Regions from separate parts of the Danio rerio genome. Here region 2 is linked to region 1. Evidence: chromatin contacts called from public Hi-C data. All regions are on one chromosome and are shown on one strand. Each heading gives the region's core, a stretch centred on a gene start, on an enhancer-like site or on the middle of the called end of the contact. The rest is flanking DNA. Distances are from core to core; before and after follow the strand shown.

Region 1 (3,600 bases), core at 593-3,092:
AATTTATTATCTGTCTTTCATGAAATTGGGTTTCTGACAATGAGCTGTGATGACATGAAATATAGGCTAATAATATCCATGATAATCCATGCATGCGTGGCATTATCTAAGAGCTCTATCATGCCAGTTTTGTTTTCAAAATAAGAGTCCCACATACATAGAAAGGCTGATTTAAGCTTTTGAGTCATGGGATCTGCGTGACTCCTGATGCCTGTCTTGTGCGTTGTCGGGCATTTATAGTTCTGCATGCTGTTTGTGTTGCTCTGCAATAACACTTTCGAAACACTAGCTGGCAGTAGGGTCTTATGAAACTCTGTGAAACAAACAAACAAACAAACAAACAAACAAATAACTAGGCATACCTTAGTGGGAAGTTTCAAACTCCACCTCCAAGTCGCTGTCATTGGATATCTGCGTGTTGCCAAATGTTGAGGGATTAATTTTGCGATACATATTGAATTGAGTGCTGGTAAGCCTGAAAGCAGTGCACCCTCACAAACTTATAACAAACTCTGAGGTGTACACGAGCCCATTTAGAGTATCTGTAATAAGCCACTTTCGTGGTTTTGTTTTGATAAGATTAACTTTGGAAAAAACACATTCACATGATGGATTTGAATGGGGAAAAATGAGAACACCAAATGCAAACTCCTGTGTCCTTCTCACCTTCCATTTCAGCACAATTTTTTTTTACTTTATTGTTAAACGATTGATTTCAACCTGAAAACTATTGTCCTAAGCACTACCGTACGCCGTATGTAATTTGAGAGAGAATGCCATTCTGCGCGTTGATTGACTGAGAATATTTAATGTAAGATGAGATAGAAAACTTCAGTAAGCCCTAAGATTACAATAAAATTAACTTTACAAAAGTATGTCTGGCAACGCTGCTCAGCACCGCCCACACTTGGAACTGGTACCAAGCCGACCAATCATGGAGCTTGCAATGGAGATCAATTTTTTTTAAGAGGTGTGTGTCAGCATCAGTCATTGAGGGCTAAACAACCACACAAAGGCTGTGCTGAACCATACCCGTGCACTTGATGCAGTAGTATAAATCAGCCTTTAGTATAATGCAAGCTTAGATACATAAGCTTAAATATAGCTTAGAAAATTAATTCAAACTCAGGAAACATTGTCAGTCAAACACAGCCTGGGGCTTGCATATTAACAACCCCATGTGGTTCATCAGAGTCAGTGTTTTGTTTCCGATTGGCCTGTTTTTCACCATGATTTTCTCATGGGATTTACTTGAAAATGAGTAAACAAGGGTGTTTGAGGCTCACACTATGTCATTACCATGTACTAAACTTTCAGCTATGCCTAGATATATGCAGGTTGTCATTCTGTAGCTACTTTAAAGTTCATTTGAGTACACATTTCCTTTACTTGTTAAAATTAGTACTTTTGTATTGTTTTCCAGTCATAAAAAAGTTCCTAATACCAACAATCTTACTGAAAAGCCATAAACCTCAAAAGATATTCTTGCATATCTTATCTAATTTAGCTATTTGTATGAAGTACATTTAATTTGATTTGATTTTTTAAAAGGGAAAACAAGATAAAATTACAGATAAACAAAGTACTTTTGCAGTGTAGAGGAAATTAGAAGGTGGAAGCATTTTGAGGCCCGTTTTCCCTCTTTCAGTCTTGCTCTTGCGCTCTGCGTGTCCTCACTTGACCCTCACTAGTGAAGCTGAGGAAATGTGTGGAGAGAGAGAGAGAGAGAGAGAGAGAGAGAGAGAGAGGGAGAGAGAGAGAGAGACTTACATAATGGGTTTATACGTGTGCAGTTATAAACACGTGTGTGTGGGAGGGAGAGAGGAGGGAGACAAACAGACAGACACACAGACAGACAGAATGAGGATGTGTCACACTCACTTTCTCTAGGTTACAAGCAAGGCAGCGCAAAAGCTGGGTCAGAGATATTGGTGTATGTTTTAAGCCAAACAGGACGTCCAGAATATAATCATTGTAGAATGGTTTGTACTTTTTATGACAGATTGTATTAGATTTTTTTTGCGATTAAATAAAAGAAGAACATATTGAGTAAACCTTTAAACTTTGGTAGGTTCATAAACTATGTATTATGAATACATACTGTAAATACATACATGAATTATAAATGATTAAAAAATGTAAACGGAATATAAAAGAAAATAATAACAGTAATAACGTAGCAATTGGAACGGCTCTGTTTCTCTGGATGGAGTTACTTGTTTGACTAAAATGCTCAACATACGCAAGCTATTGTTTGTTTAAACTTGTGAAACGTCTCTTAAATAAAGAGAAAACTCTTTCTCTCTGTGTGTGTGTGTGTGTGTGTGTGTGTGTGTGTGTGTGTGTACGTGTGTACGTGTGTACGTGTGTGTACGTGTATAAAAACACCAGCACAGGACCAAACAAATCAATGATGCAGAGGGCTGAATGGTCGCACATAGCAACAATATCTCGACCAATGGCATGAGTTTAAGTACACATAATAGTGGATGTTTGAAACTTTTTTAAAAAACAAATGTGGACATACATTAGTAAAAAATCTATTTTATAAGATATTTAGATCTCTTAAATCTTTAAACGAGATAAGTGATGGCTGAAAAACCAAGAACAAAAAAAATATTTTAAAAGATTTAATGTATACAATTTTTTAGAAATGGTTCGGTTCATTTTTGTAGTTCAGTTCTTTTAGCTTGTTCTTTCTTTTTTGCTGAGTGGTCTTAGTGGTTTTGGATCCACTATTCATTACTAATTGACCTAAAGATATACACCAAAGAAAACAATTATGATGTATATTTTGTGACAGATCCTACTGTAACAAAACCCAAAACAAACTGTGTGCTGCAAGGAGATTAGCAAAAATCAGGCATTCTTGAGTATTCAGTTTATTTTTATGGATGTATCCTATGAGTTATTTTCTTTTCTTGTTTTTGATTTGTTTATTTGTCTTTGGTCCATGGTGCGTTTATATTACAGTGTGTGCCAAAAACAGGCCACTAAAAACTTTCACTCCACTTGTTCACACTTATTTACTGTAAATGAACTGCAATAAAAGTAATTGAACCTCAATTACAATTAAATTTACGTTTTCTTTACACATAAGACCTAAGTCGAAATGAATCGACGCATTAATATTATATATTTTGTGAATATTTACACAACTTATGGAATACTTGCCTGCTGCTAATTGGAAAATCGTGCTGAAATGGAATATGTGGAGAATATGGAAGAAAGAATGAGAGAAAAATTTAAGTTCAGCAAAGTTGCAGGTTGAGGGGCGGGGCCTCAGTTTACAGATTCAGATGGTGATTGGCTGGACAGGAGGTTGCCTTCGTGAGGTCACTGCCTGCACAACAGCTTCCACCCACAAAGGGAATCAAGCTGTGTCCAGTCAGCTGCCAAACAAATACTTCATTTATAAGTTCACATGACTGAGATATGCGGACGAAAGGCATATTTAAAAGCATATGCTGTTAGCTATTTTTCACCTACTACATTCTTAAAGTATGTACTTTTTGTGAAAAAAAGTATATACTGTTGAGTGTATACCAGAAGAGAGACATACTAATTCCTCATTAGCAGACATTTGTGTTGCATATAAAC
Region 2 (3,600 bases), core at 491-2,990, 430 kb after region 1:
ATATATATATATATATACTTTTTTTTCTTTTTCTTTTTTGTGGAACATATGAAACTCTGAACTCTGGTTGTAGTTGTAGTTCACATTTCTACCAAAGAACAGCTGAAATTTAAACAATGCATATTGAACCCTACTTGAATATTAACACAATATTATAAAGACATACTGTACATTCAATTTTTTATGCTTGTGTGGAACATAAATTGAACGATTTATCTGAAAGCTTTACAAAAATAAAATAAACATATACTTTTTTCAGGATTTTTTTTAAGTCAAACAATAACTGTTTGAATGCATTTTAAAGACCAAAGCAATCAAATAATTTTTAAAATATCACATAAGTAAATCAAACATTTAGATTCTGGACATAACAAACAAAAATAAATAAGTAAATAACCACATTGTATTTTTGTTCAAACAATGCACATGTATACCAATAAAAATAGTTTATAATCAACGATGATTTCATTACATTTATAGACCAATATGACGCAATTGCCTTCAAAATCAAGTTATCAAATGCAGCATAAAATCAGATAATTATATTTATATTATCAATGGGGCAACAGTCAATGGTTCGTTCTTAATGAAAACTTTCAATAGAATATCCTTCTGGAAACGGAAGAGCATATTTTTGTTATCAATACCTCAATCTCCAAGACAACTACAATAGGCACTGAATAGTTATCAGTAAATAAACTAGATTCAAGGCCATCTTATCTGCACTAACCTGTCAGTTTATTACAGGGTCTGCACTGACACCTAGCGGCCAACTATTCTGCAACTAATCTTGATATTTCAGAAGAAAAACAAGACATCAGACTTTTTCCTTTTAAATTCATTTTTTATTTCTAACATTACACAAACAGATGGATAAAAGCATTCCAGCCCATATTTGAATCAAACCTTCAGTTTAACTTTAGCAAAAGACCATCACTAGTGTAATCACAAATGATGTTAACATGTTAGACAGAACTACCGCTTCTAAGGTACCATTCAAGAGATTTATTTTATATTAAAAATAAATTGTAATAAAGGAGGCATTGAGTTGATCAGAACAAAAACTTTACATTATTATAAAAATATTTCAACGCTGCTTTTATCCAATATTAAAATACTAAACTGCTTTCAACATTGACAATGTCAAAATCCAATGTTTTGAATGATCATGCGACACTTAAAACTGGAGTAATGTTGTTTAAACGTCTGCTTTTTCATCACAGGAATAAATTACATCTGAAAATATATTTATATAACAATTATTTGAATAATAATATTTAACACTTTTTTTTAGTAAATCTGATTAAATAATGCAGTCTTAGTGAGCATAAGAAACTTAAAAAACAACAATGACAATCTTACCAACTACACTTTTGAAAGACATGCATGCCTATAAATACTTCAATAGACTGATTTATCCCTCTCTGTATAGAAACAAGATTCCTTAATGTTTACTCAACATTCAACCTCCCAACGACTATGATATATCAGACAGTCAGACTTGGTCCTATTCCCAATAGCCCTTTATGCTAATAAAATTGAAAACACAACAAACACAAAACAACAGCATACAAATTTAAACCTAAAAAAGTGGACAGCGGAGTGTAGTACAAAACCAGCAGGTAAAGCTCAGTAAAGCGTGTGTATGAGGAAGGAAAGTGAGGGAAGAGTGGCGCTGACAGGAGACAGACAGTTTACACAGGCTTGAGTTAGTAATGGAGAACTGAGACTGACACATGACGCCTCACTCTCGCCCATCCTGAGCCACTCTCTCTCCCAGTCAATGTTTAAAAAGCACATAGATCACGTTACACACTCAAATACTGCCATGGTGCTTTCTTGATAGTGTCCATGCAGTCTATGGTGATTCAGATTTTTTGACATAATTCAGATCCAGCGGGCACCTTGACGTCAAGATAATGTCAAAAATGTGAATCGATTTGATGTCAATTGACTACTCTGATGTCAAAATGACGTACAATTGACATCTAACACTGGCGTCAAATTACATCAGAAACCAATTATAGATCATTTCAATGTGGTCATGACGTTGGCCCATGAACATTTCCTGCATGTTATCAAACTAATGCATAACTGTAACAAGAGGCAATTCAATCATAACTTCATGGTAAGACAGCTATAATAACATTTTTCATCAATATGTGGCTCTTTTTGGATTCTCGGAAACTATAGAAGTGAAAATGTAAAACAGGAAACACGTTAGGACTATTGTTTTTGTTTACGTCCCTCAAAATGATCTACAGGACAGTGTTTTTAGATGCATCACACATCAAGGTAGTTTACTTGTAGGTTAACAACCTCCAGGGTAAATTTGGAATGGAAGCTATCAGATGAATAAAACCTTTGTTATATTATAATACTTTTTGTCCTTGGTTTGGGGGGTGTAAAGGGTATCAATGTCTGGATGCCAGAATTGACATCAAATCGATTTGTGTGTTTTTTGATGTTGTTTTAACTTAAGGGACATGCTGGATAATTTGTATCCCAAATGTTCAGAATTGACTTTTTCACAGTTGTGTTTGTAGGTCATCTCAGACATCTGGCGAATTATTTCTATTTTTTATTTTAACTTTTTGGCTTATGAGATATAAATTAAGATATAAACTTAAGAGATATAAGACCACGATTCTGAGGACGAAAGTAAGAATTGCAAGATATATGCTAGAGAATATCGCAAAAATGAATCAATATTTTCAGTTATTAGAATTGCAACTGCAATTTGTTTGTTTGTTAAATGTCCGATTCCGGGTTGTCTAATTTATTGCTAGTCACAGGTCAACATTAAAGGATTAGTCCACCCAAAAATGAATTACTCTCATGTTCCAATCCCTTGAGACCTTTGATCATCTTCGGTAAACAAATGCAGTTATTTTACATGAAATGCAAAAGCCTTCTCCATAAACAGTAATGGTCCCAAGTTAAAATACAGACAAAAAACCAAAAAGAGTGAAAACATTCCATGTGTAAAAAGGACTTTGTTCGCCAAGGTATTTTCTTCCTCATCAAGTTGGTGTATTGCCATTAGATTCATTAGCTCAACATACAAGCATTGTACTGCTGTAATAAATGAATAACCTGGCAAGAGAAGAGAAGACATTGGCAGGCAAAGTGGTTCTTACAGTTTTTTGTTGCAAACTAATTGTTCTTCGAGTCAGATTAAACATTTTGACAATGTATATATTTATATAGGGTGCCCAAACTTTTACTTATGAAGTGAGCCAAAGGTAAATATGGTTGCCAAGGGTTATTTCTTAATGTATTTAACAATATTTAAATAACTAGAAAACATTGCTTTATTGTAACTAATACGGTATATATTTTTAAATTTTAAAATGATTTTATTACTGTAAAAACAAAACTAAATCTAATTTTTAACAGAATGGAGTTACACTAGTTTTTCCTCTTTATTTGCTTGCCGATAGCTTCTGGATAGTCCTCTATTTGTCGAGTGAAAGTATATTTTAAAAACTCTGATTTGTTTACATTTAATTGAAACATTTAATTTTCAGTTTGTTTGTATTTTTATTTTTTAAATTTTTTTTGTAGCCCAGTGATAAAAAAAAAGAAACAAAAAATGTT

What was found. Hi-C and Micro-C count contacts between places; a contact is called where the count stands out from the background.
Region 2: a Hi-C map of embryo shows a contact between it and region 1, with 4 times the contacts expected there. The contact joins two enhancer-like sites. A contact is called at or near these places in 7 of 18 Hi-C or Micro-C datasets (caudal fin, embryo, hematopoietic stem cells and 1 more) and 1 of 4 datasets of contacts at active chromatin or transcription factors (caudal fin).

Annotation. Positions count from the first base shown.
Region 1 is chr12:23,532,044-23,535,643 of GRCz12tu, forward strand. No RefSeq gene overlaps it. Among named protein-coding and RNA genes, the nearest start is that of pkd1b, 82 kb to the left of the region's middle. Within about 2 kb of position 1,843, at least 20 of the 62 cell types and tissues checked have an H3K27ac peak or open chromatin away from gene starts, as enhancers often do.
Region 2 is chr12:23,960,416-23,964,015 of GRCz12tu, forward strand. No RefSeq gene overlaps it. Among named protein-coding and RNA genes, the nearest start is that of ormdl3, 15 kb to the right of the region's middle. Within about 2 kb of position 1,741, at least 3 of the 62 cell types and tissues checked have an H3K27ac peak or open chromatin away from gene starts, as enhancers often do.